Regions from separate parts of the Bombyx mori genome. Here region 1 is linked to region 2. The links are chromatin contacts, called in public Hi-C maps. All regions are on one chromosome and are shown on one strand. Each heading gives the region's core, a stretch centred on a gene start, on an enhancer-like site or on the middle of the called end of the contact. The rest is flanking DNA. Distances are from core to core; before and after follow the strand shown.

What was found. A called contact is a pair of places that touch in the nucleus more often than the background predicts.
Region 1: a contact with region 2 is called in a Hi-C map of whole pupa, with 2.1 times the contacts expected there. The contact joins two enhancer-like sites. A contact is called at or near these places in 3 of 7 Hi-C or Micro-C datasets (midgut and whole pupa).

Annotation. Positions count from the first base shown.
Region 1 is chr2:6,106,863-6,110,907 of ASM3026992v2, reverse strand. All of the region lies in intron 1 of LOC101735982 (transcription factor CP2-like protein 1), which reads left to right. Among protein-coding and RNA genes, the nearest start is that of LOC134200115, 6.6 kb to the left of the region's middle. Within about 2 kb of position 2,732, at least 1 of the 8 cell types and tissues checked has open chromatin away from gene starts, as enhancers often do.
Region 2 is chr2:6,066,328-6,069,949 of ASM3026992v2, reverse strand. The region is part of intron 1 of LOC101735982 (transcription factor CP2-like protein 1); the gene reads left to right. Among protein-coding and RNA genes, the nearest start is that of LOC119629365, 8.6 kb to the left of the region's middle. Within about 2 kb of position 1,714, at least 3 of the 8 cell types and tissues checked have open chromatin away from gene starts, as enhancers often do.

The sequences.
Region 1 (4,045 bases), core at 1,483-3,982, 40 kb before region 2:
GCCATAGATAATGTAGCGAAAACACAAGGAGGCGGTGCTTGGAAAATAGACATTGACGATACTTTAAAAGAAGATTTGAAAGAAAAATTCAAGATACAGTATGGGACTAGAAGTGGCACTGCTGAATCACCTTATTTGTGTACAGGATATTATGTTTATTTATTAAGAGAACCATGCATTATGTGCTCTATGGGCTTAGTGCATGCAAGAGCTAAAAAGATTTTCTTCTCATTAGACACGCCGCTGGGAGGCTTAAAATCTAAGACGAAATTGCAATGTATCGAATCATTGAATCATCGTTTTGAAGTGTTTACCGGGTTTTTGTAATAATATGAAATTTTGAATTATTTCAATTTTAAATCAATAAAACTTTCTTGTGGTACCTGCCTACTTCGTTTAATTTCTTTGTCACTTTCAAGAATAATTTTGTAATAGTAGGTGGATAGCTGATGAAATTTACGAGGCGGGTGGTGACATTGGCGTTGTGATGTCTGTCGTAGCGCGATTAACCCTTTCAGCGCGAACCGTCGATAGATCGACTCTCTCTTAATGGGTATAAGAATATACTGTACTGGTGGTAGGACCTCTTGTGAGTCCGCACGGGTAGGTACCACCACCCTGCCTATTTCTGCCGTGAAGCAGTAATGCGTTTCGGTTTGAAGGGTGGGGCAGCCGTTGTAACTATACTTGAGATCTTAGAACTTATATCTCAAGGTGGGTGGCGTATTTAAGTTATAGATGTCTATGGGCTCCAGTAACCACTTAACACCAGGTGGGCTGTGAGCTCGTCCACCCATCTAAGCAATAAAAAAAAATTATATATATATTTAGACTATTTACGCAGTTTGATTATAGGTATTAGATATCGACCGGTACGTACATAAGTGTCTTAGCGCGCGCACGTGTAATGTCTTTACGAAGTTAATTACATTCATAAATAACGATTTAAAATTATTTTGCTGCGAATGTATCATTGATTCAGAACCTACATATACATAGTTTTAAGAAATCTATTAAAGAACATCTGTGCAATAAAGCTTACTATAAAGTCAATGATTATCTAGAAGATTGCACAAAGTGGGAAGGGGTTACTCGCTCCGGGCATTTCAATATTGTAATAATTGTTATGTTATAACTACTTATTGTAAAAATGAATATTAAAAAAAAAAAAAAAGAAATGCCCGATGATTTTCTTGCCAATTCTTCTCAGGACGGAGGCTTATTTCTTGTGAATTGGCGGTAGTTCTTTTGACGTTCAACAACGTATGTACTTTCATTTATGTTGAATAAAACTTTTTTGATTTGATTTGATTTTTAAATATATATTTTTAAGGTACTCTTCATCAAAAATCCTTTAGCAATTTCTGTGTAAACTATGTGAAAACAAACTCAGTACTAAAAGGGTTAAGGTATTTAATAGACTTTATTCGGCGATAGATGGCGCTAGCAGTAGTCTTAAGATCTACAGTTCGTTACCTATATCGGGAACTTGCAGAATCGGATAGGACATATGAGTCGTCTATTATCAAAGGTGGCAATCTGTGCATTTTGGACAAAAAAAATTTATTGATATGTCAATACAAATTGATTTGAATATAATCGTCTCCTTCAAAGAATACGGTTCAAAACCTGCACTAAATAAAGGTTAATACTTAACCTGTTATTTATCTAAGATGTCGTTCCGAAGAGTTTTGTGACTGTCAATGGAATACAAAGTCAATAATTCGTTTTTCTGATTTACCAATAATTGTCCAAAAGTCAGATTGCCGGCTTTGATAATAGTCGACTCATATCCCCACTCGAGGCACGCTCAGAAAACAATATTTTTTATATTAATCACCGTATCTAAAATGCTGGATATAGCTAAACAGAATATTTGATGTTAATTGGCTACCGCGCGTGCTTACTATTAGTTCGAAGTCCTTTGATTGCGGGGAGTGTTAGAAATACGAACTTTACCACTCGGATCGGAATGCATGACCAATCCATGGCAAGACTGTGGTAAAACTTACTGGTACTGGCTCAATGCGTTCAGTGATGTCGCGGAAATTTGACAACCACTGGTATGTAATGACGTGGCCAATGCAGTCACTTCTCATTCCCGATCCTGCGGACAGAATGCAAAGCAGTTAACGTCGCCCAGAACACGTCATTTCGGATCCTCCTGATCCACTAACGGTGCTTTTAGGTACTTCAAACACCGGTCATCGTTCCCGTCGAACCCGTCGCTTGCGACGAAGGGCTCGCCAAGTAAATTAACCCACAGACACAGCCCACTGAGTTTCTCGCCGGTTCTTCTCAGTGGGTCGCGTTTCCGATCCGGTGGTAGATTCTGCGAAGCACGTCTCTTGCTAGGGTTCGTGTTAGCAATGTCGTCAGGTTTAAGTGAGCCCCATGAGCTCACCTACTAGTTAAGTTTACGCTGAAATAGCCTCTCAAGGCTATCAGCTTAGGTAGGAAAAAAAAGTTCTCTTTTTTCTTTCCTATTACCCTCTGCTGGGGTGTAGGGCTCGAAACAAATTCTTCCATTTGCATCGGTCTTAGGCAGTCTGTTCTAAGTCCTTCCACGTCATGCCCAAGACGCCCAGTTCAGATTTTCGAAATTTGACGCAAACATTTATTCACAAACCAATCGCCAACGCGGTGGACCAACCACATTAAAACTACAGTGAGAGGTCCCCTAAATCCCCGTTGGATAGTTACTGTTATTTTAACCCACTAAATGGGGGACGCAGAGGCGAAGAGATGACGGGACATCCTGAGACCCGTCAAGCCTACACCCTCCAACACCACATGACGGTCACGACCACTCTGTCAAGAGTGATACATACGACTGAGAAGAAACAGAAGATAATGACGTCATACTATTGTAAGACTCGGGTTCCAAAGCCAGGAAATAAATACACAGATTGCAATAGTTCACTTAATTCTGTATTGCTTTATTTGTAACTCCACTTGTACAATCTTTAGATATCTGCTCACTACTGAATACACTGCGTTCTGTCCCGTTTTTTCAGACTACCGCCTTTTTTATTATGTCACGTCCCCACTACTGTAATTGCTCCCACCAGCAGTGTTGCTATTTGGCAATCCGAAAATTGCCTTAACATTAACAAATTTTAATTATTTTACAACAAACCTTACACTATGAAAAGAAGTCCCACAAAAGCATTCGTCAGAGAAAGATAAAATCAGTATGTCAATTGTCGTTCATGGTTAATTAGATGCTGGCATGAAATGGCCTTGGTTCGTCGTAAGAACGCTATTCACATGTTTCACGCCAAAGAATCGCGGTAGTGTAAACCCGGTAATAATACCGAGCCATCTTAATCGCTAATTTGTGGGTAGTTGCTAACACTCTTTTTTTGGAAATTCTAAATTTTCGTAAAGTGGCTTTGTCGTCCACGTAATCAGTCTGTAACTTTATAGTTTCGTGGCCTGTTATTAATGTGCTTCAATATAAACCGTTTATTAGTTACCCCGTTCGCTTGGATTTGGATGCTTGCTCTGACAGAATCATTATTGTAGTAATAATGTCAACGGTAGCGCGGTCTCCGTCAATGTTCATTCGAAGTTGTCCGATTTCGCTGAACTAATTTCCATCCTTAATTTCCCAACTAATTATAACCTAACCATAATTAATTAAATGTAATCAAGTTTTACTTATAATAATTGAGTTAACATCATGTAGTAGGTAATTGTGAAATTGTCAGTTTTGTATTGATGATCCCTTTGTTGGTGTAACTAAATAAATAAATTAATAATTATTGGTGGGAAGTTTTTAATGGACGTACTCGATTTCTTGTTAATTTATCGTGATTATGTAAAACAGCAAGAATGTTATAATACAAAATCTGTTTAGAGATTATTATATTAGAAACTATTTATTATATATCCAGCTGGTGGCTGGCTGTGTTGTGTTTCTCCACTATCTGATATATCATATCATATTTCTTCCTAATATAAATTGAGACTTCAATCTCATATTCTCAGCGTTTCGACATTTGTAGGCAGCGGCTTGGCTCTGCCCCTGGCATTCCTGAAG
Region 2 (3,622 bases), core at 465-2,964:
AGAGCAGTGCTTCGCAGAATCTACCGCCGGATCGGAAACGCGACCTACTGAGAAGATCCGGCGAGAAACTCAGTGGGCTGTGTCTATGGGTTAATTCGCTCGTCGAGCCCTTCCTCGCAAGCGACGGATTCGACGAGGACGGTGACCGGTGCTTGTGGTACCTAAAACCACCGCTAATGGATCGGGATGATCCGTAATGACGTGTTTTGGGCGACGTCGAACTATCACTAAGACATTAAACATGATAAGAATTTCATCAAGAAACGACACAGGATGTAAGGTTCACTCACGAAAACTGGTTGCAGTATGGCCTTCGAAGACAGCGATCCTATGGCCCATTTGATGATCAGATTTTACCGTTGCTCGTAATCAACAGTAATACCAGGTTCACAACTGAGAACTGAGCCGTTGTATGTATTCTTTTTCGAATTTCGGTACTCGTACAGAAACCTCGCACTGGATGAGGGTATTTTAATAATAATAATAATAATAAACATTTATACCAAACATAAATTTACAAAAAATTAAACAAAAAAAAAAGTGCAATTCACACGTGGTAGAAGTGAAACCTTCCAAAATTAAAATACAATTATCCTAAACGTCTTAAGTATATGTAAAATTTTGTCATTAGTAAATAATTGTAAGGTAGCGCCCTCTGTGAATTGATATTTTAATTTCACGTATAATCCTAAATTAAAATTCACTACAAGAGCTTTTATACACACGTTAGTATTAAAAAATCTCACAGATGGCGCTGTATTAAATAGTATGTATATTTCTGTCTCATCCTTTGCTGGCTTCATCCTACACATTTTTGTATTTGTGTCTCTTACCTGTCGTTTTTTCCGTTGCATCCGGTTTGAAATCACAACGATTCTAAAGAAGTTTTCACTTCAATAACGAGGCTTGAAAATGGTTACCAACTCAGCAATGCCTAACAGTATCGAGACAATCGTTACTGGGGCGCTGATCTTCCGCCGGCACCCGCGGAGTGACGTGCACACCAGCATCAGACCGACCAATCATTATCTGAGCTTAGAATGCAACAATAACTGCAACAACAACAATATAAACAATGAAATACATACCTATATTAAATTATAAAAAATTACAATTGCAATGCACAGTTACAGCACGGAATAGATAAAATTTATATTTTCGAATTTTATTTGCGTATTCAGAAGATATACTTTTAAATTTCTTTTAAAAGAACTTAGTGTTCTCTGGTCCCGGACAGGTGGAGGAATATTGGAATATAATCACTACATAGTATAAATCAAAGTCGCTTTCTCTGTCCCTATATCTGTCCCTATGTATGCTTGAATCTTTAAAACTACGCAACGGATTTTGATGCGGTTTTTTTTAATAGATAGAATGATTGAAGAGGAAGGTTTATATGTTTAATAAGATCCATTAAATAGAGGAGAAATCAATAATAAATTACAGTTTCCGAAGCGAAGCGAGGGCAGGTTGCTAGTATAATAATACTTAAGAATGTAAGGCTGATGGATAATGAAGTTGACGGAATATAAAAAAATCCTAAGATTATAGACGAACTAGCATCCGAACTAGTGATTCTCGAAGTTTCTAAAACCATTAAAAACAATCACATTGGGCAATTAAAACATGACGTCGAACGAAGTCTCAGATATTTTACTTCATAACCCAATGATGACCTGTAAAGGCCATTGTTATCTGAAATATATAAATGTGACGGTTTCACTTGTCTCTCGGACTTTATACTCCGCGCGTAATCTATTATCGTTTGAACGAACGTTTTATAGTGAAACTGCAATGTATCTTCAGTATTTTTAACCGACTTCAAAAGAATCATCAATATCGATTCACCCAGTCAAAAGTTATGAGGTAACAAACATAAAAAAAACATACAGTCGAATTGAGAACCTCCTCCTTTTTTGAAGTTAGTTAATTGTTCGAGATGATACCGGCATCTTGTTTTTACCATCGCACCGCCCGCCACCGGAGTAGAGTTCATCCATACTACCTGGAGCCACTGCGGTCATCCACAGTGCTTTTCCAGAGGTCTTTTTTGCCACGTACCATCCGGCTATGGAATGAGCTCCCCTCCACGGTGTTTCCCGAGCGCTATGACATGTCCTTCTTCAAACGAGGCTTGTGGAGAGTATTAAGCGGTAGGCAGCGGCTTGGCTCTGCCCCTCGCATTGCTGAAGTCCATGGGCGACGGTAACCACTCACCATCAGGTGGGCCGTATGCTCGTCTGCCTACAAGGGTAATAAAAAAATAAAAATAAAAAAAAAACTTACTAAGATTTACATTAAGACACAAAAGAAGGCAAAGTTAGGCAATCTATTCGCCTTAATAACAATAATCGAAATAATTACTCCAGTGCGCCGGATAACGTTCTGGATATCGTAAAAGTTAACCTAATTTTGTATGCAATTGGAACAGCGCCCCTAGCGGCAAACGTACGCAAACGATCCCATTCCATACAAATATGAGTTAACTTTTACGCTATCGAGAACGTTAAAAAACTCGCACTAAGCATACAGCAATACACTGTGAGAATAAATGATATATAAAAAAAAAACTCACCACGACCTCTTATCTCAAATGTGACCCTCATTGTCTCCGGCAACCGATAAAGACCACAACTAAACCTTGATCAATTCTTATACAGTCATTTTTATTAGTAAAAATTAAATCAACATTCTTCACTAATCGCCTCTTATTAGTAATATACAAGCCATTCTGAATGTCTTATTATCAAAAAGGTTCATCCAATGTCATGCGAGAAAAACACGATAATAGCACCCATGTTATTTTGAACTTCATTTCTGAAGCGTTAAAAGTAATATTGCATTGGTCTGGGTTTTTTTTTAAGTAGGTACCTTTTGTTTTTTTTTCCATTCGACTTTAAACAAACAATGCTTTTAAAATGATAAAAATTTTATATTGCATAAGATTTTTTTTTGTAATTATGAAAGTAATTTGACTATTAGGTTTTCATGTCCAAAAATCTGAACCGATTTTGACGAATTTTGGTATGGAACTTATTTAAGACCTGGGAAAGAATATAGGCTGCTTAGTATGGGTTCCGCTCATGAGATATAAAGTATAGTTTAATACAGAAAATGATACAAATATTGTAAGAAAAACTAAAACTGAATTCAACAAAAGACTGGACTATAAAGGGTATCACGGAGAATACTGGACAGATATTGATAAAATTTAAATGGGAACCACACCAGAAGCACTAAATAGTTTTAAAATAAAAAAAACATCAAAATCTGTTGACCTAGAAAAAAGCTTTGTTATAATAGACATTTCATTGCACCTACCACTATTTACTCTGCACTACCTTTGGTGACTGGTAGAGAATGCCTTAGGCATTAAGTCCGCCACTGTAAATCTTACATGAAGTGTAATAAATAAATAGAACAGTCGAAATGAGAACCTCCCACTTGTTTTAGGTCTGTTATTAAAACAGTAACTACTGTGTATTGTTTGTCTACTTAAACATAGACAAAGACTACACTGGTAAGCTAGTATTGGTCAGTTCACAACTTGATTTGTAGTGGCTTGATAGTATCAATGCTTAAACCAGGTATTCCCAATTACACACACCATACCCGTAACCAA